2 separate regions of the Sus scrofa genome follow, and region 2 is linked to region 1. A link is a contact called in public Hi-C data. All regions are on one chromosome and are shown on one strand. The core of a region is the stretch at or near the end of the contact, and the rest is flanking DNA. Distances in the headings are between cores, read along the strand shown.

Evidence for each region. A called contact is a pair of places that touch in the nucleus more often than the background predicts.
Region 2: a contact with region 1 is called in a Hi-C map of adipose tissue, with 2.7 times the contacts expected there. A contact is called at or near these places in 9 of 47 Hi-C or Micro-C datasets (adipose tissue, embryonic fibroblasts, fibroblasts and 4 more) and 1 of 2 datasets of targeted methods (skeletal muscle).

The regions. Positions count from the first base shown.
Region 1 is chr5:34,151,545-34,157,738 of Sscrofa11.1, forward strand. MYRFL (myelin regulatory factor-like protein) reads left to right here. Exons shown (of 25, transcript XM_021091985.1): 9 at 1,341-1,451; 10 at 3,156-3,246. Among named protein-coding and RNA genes, the nearest start is that of MYRFL, 87 kb to the left of the region's middle.
Region 2 is chr5:34,486,441-34,492,634 of Sscrofa11.1, forward strand. All of the region lies in intron 1 of CNOT2 (CCR4-NOT transcription complex subunit 2), which reads left to right. Among named protein-coding and RNA genes, the nearest start is that of CNOT2, 19 kb to the left of the region's middle.

The sequences.
Region 1 (6,194 bases), core at 2,712-5,211:
AGCAGATGACCTTGCCTGGTACATCAGGCTCTCCTTTGCTGGGAAGCTGTGTGCGGCCTTTCTTAGGAGCAAGCCGCCTGCCACAGCCAGGCCAGGAGAGGGCAAATAGGTGAAGGAGATGCAAATGAGAGCAAGTGGAACTGCTTCAGTTAGGAGGTGGGTGCCACTGCAACGAGTGAAATAGGTTGTTGAGGTCAAAGAACCCCTACGTAGGAACATGTGGCCCTTATGAGTCAGAAACTCCAGGCTTGAGCTCCTGCTGAATGAGCAATTTCTCGTCATTCAAGAATTATTCCCTGGCAGCCATTCCTGACCAGGCTGTAGGTAGTTTATTAAAGATCAGTGTCGGAGTTCCCGTTGTGGAGCAGTGGTTAACAAATCTGACTAGGAACGATGAGGTTGCAGGTTCGATCCCTGGCTCAGTGGGTTAAGGATCTGGTGTTGCCATGAGCTGTGGTGTAGGTCGCAGACGCGGCTCGGATCTGGCGTTGCTGTGGCTGTGGCGCAGGCCGGTGGCTACAGCTCTGATTCGACCCCTAGCCTGGGAACCTCCGTATGCTGTAGGAGTAGCCCTAGAAAAGGCAAAAAGACAAAAAAAAAAAAAAAAAAAAAAAAAAAAAAAAAAAAATCAGTGTCCTCCACAGTGTGATGAGAATTAGGAACGTGTTAGAATCGGTGAGAGAAGAAGGAGACAGAGAGAGACAGGAGCAATGAGATCTCTAGCAGGTTTATGGACCAACAGAGTGGCAGGGACCACTGAGCAGAGGGAACTCAGGCTCCAGGCACCTTAAAGAGCAGCTAGTTATATACGGAAAGGAGTAGTTGCTATTTTTAGCACAGATTCCTGATAGAGTAAGAAACAGGGAAGATACACATTGTAGGTACAATTTAACCTTTTCTCCAGCTATTTTTGTCTTGCAACTTTGTGTTTCATTTTGGGCAATTTCCACCTAACAGGACTGAACATATTTGAGAGTCAAAGAATGAATCAGATATGATCAAAGACTCTATGTTCTGTTACAGTCTCACGGTATTGTGTGTGTGTGTGTGTGTGTGTGTGTGTGTGTTTGCCTTTTCTAGGGCCACTTCCCAAGGCATATGGAGGTTCCCAGACTAGGGGTGGAATCGGAGCTGGAGCCACTGGCCTACACCAGAGCCACAGCAACTCGGGATCCGAGCCACATCTGCAACCTACACCACAGCTCACGGCATCAACGGATCCTTAACCCACTGAGCAAGGCCAGGGATCGAACCTGCAACCTCATGGTTCCTAGTTGGATTTGTTAACCACTGCGCCACGATGGGAACTCTTCTCTTGGTATTTTTGCTGTTTGTTTTAGAATCGACCTGCTGGCCGACCAGGTCACCAAAGTCACGCTGGGCCGATTACACTTCAGTGAAACCACAGCAAATAACATGAGAAAGAAGGGAAAGCCAAATCCTGACCAGAGGTACTGATGTGGCGAGCATACCCAGGCTGGCTGGCTACGTTACTGGGGGCGGGGTGCGGGGGTGGGAGTCCCAGGGCCCTCCAGAGGCCCCCCAGCCAGCAAACTGGGCCTCCTTCAGCCGCTTTCCTCCCTTCTCTGACTCTTCCCTTCATTGACACATCTTTACCCTTAGACATCTTTTCCTCGTCCTCACTCCCTGCGATTCCTTCTCTCCTGCCCAGCCCCCTAGTCGGCTTGTCTTGTTTCTCTCTGTGATCCTCTAGAGGGATCCTATGTTCACGTCTCATTTCCTGGCTGAGCATTGGGGATTGACTGCGTTTCTCAAATTCTGTGTGCTGGCCACTAGTTTAACGTCCTGAATCCTGGAGCCCTGTGGTAGTCTTTTTTGATTAAAAAAGAAAATAAATTTGCATTAATGATTTGTACCTGTGGTTCTCCTAATGTGGTCCCAGGACTAGCAGAGATGAGATCATCTGGACTGTATTAGACATGCAAGTTTTCTGGCCTCACTGAAAACGTACTGGATCAACAACTCAGGGTGGGGCCCCACAATCTATATTTTAAGAAGCCCCCAGGTGACTTGATGCATGCTCAAGCTTAAGAACCCTTGCCTTTAGAACAGAGGTTTTGGAGTTGGACAGAATTGGGTTTGCATATTGGATCCTGCCATTTACTAGCTGGGTGACCTGGAGCGTGAAATTTAATCTCTCTGTGACTCATTTTCCTCTTCTGTAAAGTGGGAACAGTATTCATATCTTAGTCTAATAAGGTTGTTTGGGGGTTCTAAATGAAATTACGGCTCTGAGCTGTGGTATGGGTCACAGACACAGTTCAGATCTGGTGCTGCTATGGCTGTGGCGTAGGCTGACAGCTACATCTCTGATTCGACTCCTAGCCTGGGAACCCCCATGGCAATTATTACTATTACTGACAAACTGTAGATACAGGGAAGAACTCTTGTTCTCCAGGGACAAGAGAAGAAGTGGGTGAAGTTTATTTTTCCATGCAGTCTTAAAGCAAAAGTTTTTCTGATAAAACTTTTATTTTTTATTTTTAAGAAATGATCTCATCTTTAAAATGTCTCATCAATGGTACACACGAAGATGCAATTAGAATAACAGTGAGAAAGATTGCCTTAATAACAGTTAGAAGGGAGGGTTCTGGTCTTTGGCTAAAGTCATGACTGGAGGACGTGAAAGGTACAGGTTACACAGCCAAGGGCAGATCAGTTCAGGAAGATGCCTGTGTGACTGGGTCACCATCCATTAAGGCCTGGGATGTGTGGCTTGGGTGGTGGCTCTGGACAAAGGGACCTCTCAGGTGGCTTTTTGTTGTGCAAGTGTGTGAGCCATGCTGTGCTGAGGGCCTAAGAATGCAGCAGGGTAAAACCTGACCAGGCCAGCACAGATGGGCTGAGCCCACGCCTCCAGCAGGATGCATGCCCAGTGAAGGCTGCTTTGAGCCTGCAAAACTGCTTACACGTCCCTCAAACTGGACAAAGGGCAGACCCAGAACAAGAGCGAGTGGATCCATTCACATCTGGTTTCAAAGGAGGGACAACATAGAGCAGAAGAGAAAATCTTTAAACATGCAGACTTTAAATACACAAACCCATCTGGGTAAATTCACAATTGATCATTTGATTACACAAATTATGTCTCTGTTTCCTGATGTGTTGGCATTGGTCTACTGTTTCTGAACTAGATACTTCATGTTGGTGGTCGGACTGTATGCTGCTAACCAAGACCAGTTCTACCTGTTGTCTGCCCACATCTCCGAACGGATCATTGTAAGGGTAAGCTCAGTTCTTTGACTTTTCTGGACCCACATACTTTTTTCCCCTGTAGGTAGACTTTGCATATTCAATGGAGCACATGAAGCATGCAGTTTCTCAGCTGCCGATGACAATAAAGATAATGATTGTAATAGCAAATACTCTTATTTTAGTTTTTACGCAGTGGTCCTCAACTGGAAGAACTTTTGTCTGCCAAAGGTCATTTGGCAATGTCTGCAAACATTTTTTGTTGCTACAACGGGAGGTGCTGCTGGCATCTAGTGGGTAAAGGCCAGGGATGCTGCTCAATGCCTTATGCACAGGACAGCCCCCACAATAAATAATTATCCCCCCCTGCCCAAGTGCCAATAGTGCCACATTTGAAAAATCCTGGGTTTTACAGTATATTGTAGGCCCTGGGCTAAATAATTTCTAGATGACATCATTTTACATAGTTTTGCATTTACGTTACATTTTTCATACCCAGAAGGACTAAGGCTTAAGAGGGAAAGGCATCTGTGAGCACAAAGCTTGTAAATGATGGAGATTGGGTTATAACCCAGTTTCCCCTGACCCCAAAGCCTACAGGGTAGGAAAAGAGATAGGAAGGCTTTCCACGCGCTCAAAGGATGGGTGACCCCAGGGACATCTGGGCCACTGCCCAGCACATAGTAATGGCTCAGCATGTTTTGCTGAATGAATGATTGGTCACAGCTGCTGACGGGTGTCTTGGCAGCCACGAAAACATAAGGCTGTTGGCAGCTGCAGCTGCAGCTGTGTGAGGCCATGCTGGCCACCACAGGTGCCAGGGGTATGAGGTAACAGGTAACCACCAGCCTGGCAGCCCTGGGAGGGGCTGTTTTGCTACGGTTCTTTCAAAGGGCACAGGAGGTGAGGAAAAATGGTCCTTTCAAATGGGCACATCCACTTACACAGCTGTTACACTTAGGACTGGGGACAAGATCTGCCTGTTTGGGGAAGTGAGTCTACCTTTGCTTCCTTGAGCTGCTCTGAAACAAAGGGCCCTCTGTGTAATTCTTTGAGGCAATGAAAAATAATTAGCCAGCTATTAGTGGAGCTCCTGAAACTGTGTCTCTAAATTGTCATGGAAGTAAAGTCACGATGGAAATGAGCTAAAACATGTAATATTCAACTGTTCAGCTGTTCAGGGTTGGGGGCCAGCTCTGTGCCTGCCAGCATGCACGTCCCCGGGCTGTATTTTTGTGGGGCCTGATCTAAGCTGTGGCAACAGAGGCTCCTCTGGGACAAAGGCAGCTAGGGCCCCTTCTGGTCATGAGCCAAGGTTCCCGAGGTTCAGGGTGGTGAACCTCATGTGATGTAACCCGGGATTGCTTCGCGGCACTAGCTAATCTGATGTAACCCGGTCTGCAGACCTAAGGGGCTTATTGTTTCTGATTCCTCAAAGGAGGAATAAAAGACGGTGCCTTTCTTTTCAGAGTTAGCATAGACTGGATATCATGAAAGTGCCACTCTGGGCTGTGGAATTCATGCTTGAGTCAGGCAGTCTGCTGGTCACCTGCATATTTTAAATAATTTACCTGGTGTTGAGGGTTCTCCATTTCCTGCCAACGGCTCCTGCAAAGCTATGTTTTGGCTGCCAGGCGAGTCTATAGAGCAGCAAAGTGAGAGGGAGACCCCGCCTAACCTTCTACTACCACAGCTCTCTTAATGGGCACCTTCTCATACCCAAAGCACAATTATAATTGAACTCATAATGATGACTTTGAGAAGTCAAAGGTTTTTGCAACTCATATCCAGTATGAATACTAAGCAAATACATTATACTTAGTATAGATGAGGTGTCATATTATTCACTACGTTTTAATTAAAAAAAAAAAAGATTGTATTTCAGATTCAATGGCTTTCTTCTTGCCAAAATTTTTGGTTAAAGAGAACGTCCTATGCTATATGTGTGTTGGGTAACACAAGGGTTACCATAAAAATAATGAGAAGAAAAATAATAGTAATAACATCTTCCCCTCAAACTGGAAATATCTTATTGAAATTATTTCATTCTAACCCCCAAACACAGAGTGACAATGAATGCAGACTTTTCAATTCATTTAATCATAAAACGATTAAACCACCCAAGAGAAAAACAGAATTTAAGAAATGACATTTTGAGGGAGTTCCCGTGGTGGCTCAGCGGTCAACGAACCCGACCAGGAACCATGAGGACGGGGGGTTGATCCCTGGCCTTGCTCAGTGGGTTAAGGATCTGGTGTTGCCATGAGCTGTGGTGTAGGTCGCAGACGAAGGTCAGATCCCTCGGAGCAGTGGCTGTGGTGTAGGCCAGCAGCTGTAGCTCCGATTGGACCCCTAGCCTGGGAACCTCCATATGCTTCGAGCGCAGCCCTAAATCAAAGCAAAAAAAAAAAAAAAAAAAAAAAATTGACGATTTTGTTTGAATCATTGTGTCCCCAGAATACAGTACTTGCCCTGAGGATCTAGGGGGCACTAAACAGGTATATGCATCTTCTATTGAGCAGAAGGCAGACCAGTTTACATTCTACCAAAAATCCAGGTGTGCCCTGTTAGACCATGGCCTGGGTCTGTTAGTTTGAGTTCCAGAATGAAGGAAGAAAAATTTGACAACTAAAGACATTACAAGACCTGACCACATTACAGGAAGACCTGCAAATTGCATTTAGCAAGTCCAGATTCATTTTGAGACCTAAGAGTCTTTTCTCCCCAGAGCAGACATTAACATAAGGGTGATTGTAGGAAGGTTGGAGTAGATGAATTTCAGGCTTCTAGGAGGGGTTGTCAGAATTCTCCTTGAAGAGAGAATGGTGGGCAGGATCCAGCAAATGTTCATCTGAGTTGTCAATCAAAATAGCTTTGGAGGAGTTCCCATTGTGGCTCAGTGGAAATGAATCAGACTAGTATCCACGTGGATGTGGATTCGATCCCTGGCCTCCCTCAGTGGGTTCAGGATCCACCATTGC
Region 2 (6,194 bases), core at 2,256-4,755, 330 kb after region 1:
TTAACTCACTGAGTGAGGCCAGGGATCGAACCTGCGTCCTTATGGATACAAGTTGGGTTCGTTAACTGCTGAGCCGCAATGGGAACTCCCTGTAGTTGTGTTTTTAAGTTCACCAACCTTTTTTTTTTTTTTTGTCACACCCACAGCATGTGTAAATTCCTGGGTCAGGGATCGAACCTGCACCACAGCAGTTACCTGAATCACAGGAATGATAGTGCTGGGTCCTTAACTGCTAGACCACCAGGGAACTCCACCAGTCTTTTTCCTCATTACGTCAGTTATTCTTTCTTTTACATAAAAAACATAGTTACAGTTCGCAGTTTTACAGTGTCATTGTCTATTCTATCATGTGTGCCATTTCTGGGTCAGTTTCTATTGATTGTTGGTTTGCCATTTATGTATTTTAATAATTTTACTGCTTCTTTGCATGCCTGGAAACTTGCTTGGATGCCAGTCCTTGGAATTTTTATCTGTTCAGTGCTATACGTTTTTTTGTTTATGTTAATATTCTTAAACTTTTTTGGGGAGCAGTTAAGTTACTTAGAAGCTGTTTGAGCCCCTTGAGATGCCCTCCCTCCCTTTTTGTCTTTTTTTTTTTTTTTTTTTTTTTTTTTTTGCTTTTTAGGGCCACGTTAGGGGCATATGGAGGTTCCCATGCTAGGAGTCAAATCAGAGCTGTAGCTGCTGGCCTGCACCACAGCCACAGCAATGCCAGATCCAAGCCGCGTCTGCAACCTTCACCACAGCTCATGGCAATGCCGGATCCTTAACCCGCTGAGCAAGGCCAGGGATCGAATCTGCAACCTCATTTTTCCTAGTCAGATTCGTTTTCACTGCACCACGACAGGAACTCCCTTCCCTCCCTTTTTAATGGTAAGTTTCATTACAAAGACCCACCATAGTCTTTTAGTCTAGTATTCATAATTTTTCCCAGCTACTGCAACTGTACTCTTCTGAGTATTCCATCTGATAGCCTGCACATTATAATGTTTTTCTGCTCCGGCTTAGGGAACAGTTGTGTGAGCCCTGAAGATTGTTTCTGCTGTCTCTGGTAGTTTCTTCATCAGTAGTTAGCCAAAGACTCAAGAGGGGTCCTTTCCAAATATCTAGAACTCTTTTCTCTCTGTAGCTCTCTCTTGTTTAGTCCTCTAGCCTTCTAAAAACTCTATCTGCCTTAGCCTACTCGGACTGTCAGTTACACTTCCTCAGTTCAGAGAGATTTTTGGCCTCTACCAAGCTCCTCCTTGCATTGCAATCCTGGAAACCCCTCCATTCAATAAGCAAGGGCAGATGTAGAGTTCACATCATGCTTTCTCTTCTCTCAGGGATCATTGTCTTTTACTCTCTGACATCCTGCATCTGAAAACCATAGTTTAATATATTTTGCCCATTTTTAAAAGTTGTTTTAGGTGAGGAAGGGGAGAGGGTTCCTACTCCATCTTGGGTGGAAGTAGAAGTCTCAACATTTCACTTTTTAAAAGTATATTTTGGTTGAGAAGATGGATGAAAAACCATTCCTGGTAGAATAAGCTTTTGTATCAGTATTCAGTCAAGGTTTGACTACTTTGGATGTGAAATACACAGAAATATTACACCTGTTCTCAGCACTTGGAGGTCATTTGGAAAGAAACATCAAACAGTGCAAGTCAGTAAATAATTTCCAGTTCATATATGGAGTCATCATAGCTCTGATTAATTGAACGGTTTCCCTTGAATTCTTTAAGATTACTTGGAAACTAATAGACCCCTAAATACAGTGTCCATTTAACATCTCTGGTTAGATAATAATTTTACTAATTAGTATTCCTTATTCCAGAAATTTGTGTTCTATAACATAGTGTATTATCCCTTCTTTGTTTAACGTAATTCTGTAAATTAAAGATATTGTGTATCTGTTAATGAAAATAGGAAGATTTTTTTTTTTTTAAAGAAAAAGAAAAGTGTAAGTCTTTCTTATTCAGGGCCTAAAGTGCTGAGAAAGACTATTTGGGGCATATGACATTTTAAACCTGTTTGTTTGTTTGTTTGTTTGTTTGTTTTCCCTACTGGGATAAAGTCAGTGTAATAAAGCTGAAAGAATGTGATTGTTACAGAGTAAAGGACTCTGATTTTAAGACAATAGTCTTCACTTTTTAACTGTATCTTGTTGGGCCTCTTAGGTGAAATCTTTGACAATTTGTTCATATTTGAGAGTGAGATCTTTAAAAGACTTGTCTACTTGTAGAAGCATTCTAGTTAACAAATACAGTATAGAAGAAATGAAGTAAATAGAAAATCATCATTAGAACATCACATTAATAGGTGCTGTAGGCAGTATTTGTGGATGGGGAGAAATTATAAGGACAAACAGGCATTTGCATGCTCTCAAAGTACTTCTTTCAAAACATTTGTTGTTTTTAAAAGGAAAATAGTAATTTACAGTATACCGTCCTAACCAAGAACAAAGTTATTATCACCTGTAATAAGACATATTATTTTCACATGCAGTCATCTGCTGGAATATATCCATCATACATATTTGAGAAGGACACATCACCTCTGCGGCTTTAAAAATGCATAACTCCAGTCTAGTCATGAGAAAACATCAGATGTAACCAAATTGCAGGATGTCTTGCAGTATAGTTACTGCATATGGTGTAACTGATAACATCAGTGTGTGAAAGACTGAGGTAAAATCCAAGGTTGCAGAAGACTAAGGAAGCATACACCTAAATAGAATGTGGATCTTAGAATAGAAAAAGGATGTTAGTGGAAAACTGGTGAAATCTGTGTAAAGTTATTAGTAAATAGCTAATTTCTTGGTTTTGATACTTGTACTGGTAAGATATTACCACTAGGGAAATGTGAGGTTATATGGGAATTCTGTCCTACGTTTGCACCTCTTCTGTAAATCTAAAATTATTTCCAAAGAAGTTTTTAAGAAAGGGTAAACATTTGTGGACACTGTGTTAACAGGTAGTTGAGCTAGCCTTTTCATTGGGGAGGACCTCATTTTTGATAGTGTTAGGACATTTGTTTTTTCTGGAGCAATTCAGTTTTCCACAGGTAGGCAGTATGTAGGGAGTAGGTGGGGTAGAAGTGTGGTTCTTATATCTAATAGATCATGTTCTGTAAGCAGGTTAAGGAAAGAAAGCTTGAGGATCCCACAGTTCAGCATGTAGATCTTTGTCTCTCAGTTTTCAAGCCTGTGCTTCACCCCTTGTACTCTTAGCCAAGTTTGGAGCCCATCCACTTGGATTTTTCTGGAGAAGAAACCTTTGGTACCTTACTGGGATTGCAGGGGCTAGGTATTCTTCATGGTAACTGGCAGAGAAATATTTTCAATCTAATGTGAGTCTGTAGCCCATACCCTTCTGTACCTCAGTTTGAGGTAAAAGCACATGTTATAGAGGTTTTGTTCTGATTAATTGCAGTAATGCATGTAAAATGCTTATCATTTGGTAAGTACTCAGTACATGTTAGTGCTTGTTTGTACCAGGCCCACTGTGTTAAACTGTTCCAGCACTACACTTCACGGAGTGCATATTCCCATGGACTACAGTGCAGCCCAGTGGCTCTAAGTAGTATAATTCTTCTAGTGGGATTTTTTTTTTTTTTTTTTTTTTTTTGACGGAAGAGAGTCATGTATTATCTCCCATATTAAACCATTAAACCTGAAATACTCTTGAAGCTTTTTTTAAAAAGGTTTAAACTTTTTTCTAACTTGAAAAAAAGTTTGAAAATAGAAAAAAAAATTAAATCTCCAAATCATTATTTGGTACTTCTCATGGTATGGCATTCTAGCCACTGAAGGTGTCTGGTAGTCTATTAGGTATTTTGGAAGTGGTTGTCAATTTCAGCGGGAAAAAGCATAAAACAATTTTTTTCATATATTTTTAGGAACATAAAAATTAACATTAATTTTTGACATAATTCCGTTACTTTAAAATAATTGTTAGGCTCATAAAATTTTCACATGTACTATAAGCATTGCATTTGATTAGTTACTGTCAAATAACTCTCAGATAACCACATGTAATTGAGTGAGAGAAGGACACACACATTCAACTTGTGGACCTACTTTGTACCAGGCACTGTTCCAGATTCCATGGAGAAATAATGAAGAGACGCCCCCTCAAAAAAAAAAAATTCTCTTCTCATAAAGTTGATGTTTTAAAGCATAAGAAGACATTCAGGCAAATAAATAAAATGCATTATATATTGTATGTTGATACATCCCTTGAAGAAGATATCAAAATAGGAAAGGGGATAAAGAATGCCTTAGAGATTTGGGAGAGGGATAGTGTAGTTTAGAAAGAGAATAGGTGGAGCAGTCCTCACATAGAATATAGGTATAGAATGGCTCCATACCTGAAGTAAGGTGAGGTGAAGCCATGAAGAGCATTCCTAGAGGGTACAAGAGCAGAGGCCTGGAGGCAGAAGTATACCTTCTGTGTTTGAGGAATAGCAAGGGGAGTGGGGCAGTGTGGCAGGAACACAGTAAGAGAAGGGAGAAGTGGTGGGAGATTAGAGGTAATGAAGGGTAAGTTCACTAATTAGACATTGGAGGCCAGAGTAATAGTGCAGGAGCATTGTGAATGTGTTTTCTTCTTCACTCCCTTTGATTTGGGTTCTTTATTCTGAGCTTCAGATGGATAAAGTATATAATAATATAATTGTAAATATTTAGCACATTTCATAGTAGATACTCACCGAATATTTATTGAATTAATTTATACAGCCAGATGTGTAGAAGAATTTTAAAGGTCCTGTGTTCCCTTGCTGAAGGAATACTTCTCATTTTTAATTGATTTATGTAATATAATTCGGGATTCTGATACTCCTCTTTAATTTACTGTTTCAAAACATTTGCCACCTTCAGTAATATTTGTTATCGAATAGATATTATCTTTAACAAAATGAGCGTCTGTTTTTATTTGCTTTAGTAGTCATAATAGAATCTAGTTTTCTCTGAATCAGTATTTACTTTTTATATTATAAAATGAGGATTCACAGTCTCAACAAAATTAATGTCGCATTTAGTTTAAGTCCTATACTTAGACTGATTTCTTTAAAAGTCTTTGAGATTTTTTTTACCATCTAGTTTGACTAAAGTTATTTTAATTGAGGGGATCCTTATTTGCTTTTATCAAAGTGGAACACTTTTAAGAAATTAGTTTTCTCCTAATGAATATATTTATACCAGAAGTTATCCCTGGGTTTTAAAAAGCTCAGTGGTCCATTTTTAGGAATGTAAGTACATCTAAGTAGTCCAGCTGTCATTCTGCTGGTTGATGATGTTAATGTGTATGAGAGCCTTAGATTTATAGGAGAGCAAAAAGGTATTCAGGGGGCAGATAGGTAGAGGATTTTAATATATTGTCTTAGACATTTTTATGATGGCCAGGTAAGCCTTATCCTTTCGTATTCTTCGTGCAAGTTTATAGAAAGTACTGCCTTGCACCTTGCCCTGCACTCCCTTTGTTTTGATTAGCACTTTGAATCAGTCTGAGAGGTGAATCTGGGGTTGGGGAGTATTGAAGTTGTGAACAGGGAGTCATAATGTTGAAACTGGACATTCAGATCTTTATAGCATGATTTCCTTATTTTTCAAAGAGCAGAAGAATCCCATCGTTTATCATGTTCTGGTTGGACTCCTTTCTTATCGTTTGCTGGAGTTTGAACTTCAGAGCTATGGTGTCAACCCTGCCGTAGTATCTCAGGGGAGCTTCTAGTGTGGGGCTGGTGCCATGGCTCACCCTCCAACCTTTCCTTCTTCACTTCAGCCTCCAGCTCTGAGCTTTCCCATCCCCAGAGTAGCAAATGTTGAAAGAAGTTGCACAGGTAAGTATGTGGTGGGAAAGGCCGGGGGGAAAATGGTGCTGTAGTCAGTATTTTAAGGGTGGATGTTGGGCCATTTTCCCTATGAGGCATTTTGTTAGTTTAAAAGTAATGGTGTTTCTTGTAAATTTTATTTCATAAAATTACCTCATAAATTACTAAAGTCCTAGTGTTCTAAGAAATAATGATAATTTATTAGTTAAATGTAAAACAGGGAAAACCTTAAACTGAATAAACCATTAATGTTATAATGGAAGGGAAGGTTGTTAGTTTTTTGTTTTGTTTTGTTTTTGTCTTTTTGCCATTTCTTGGGCCACTCCCACGGCATATGGAGGTTCCCAGGCTAGGGGTCTAATCAGAGCCGTAGCCACCAG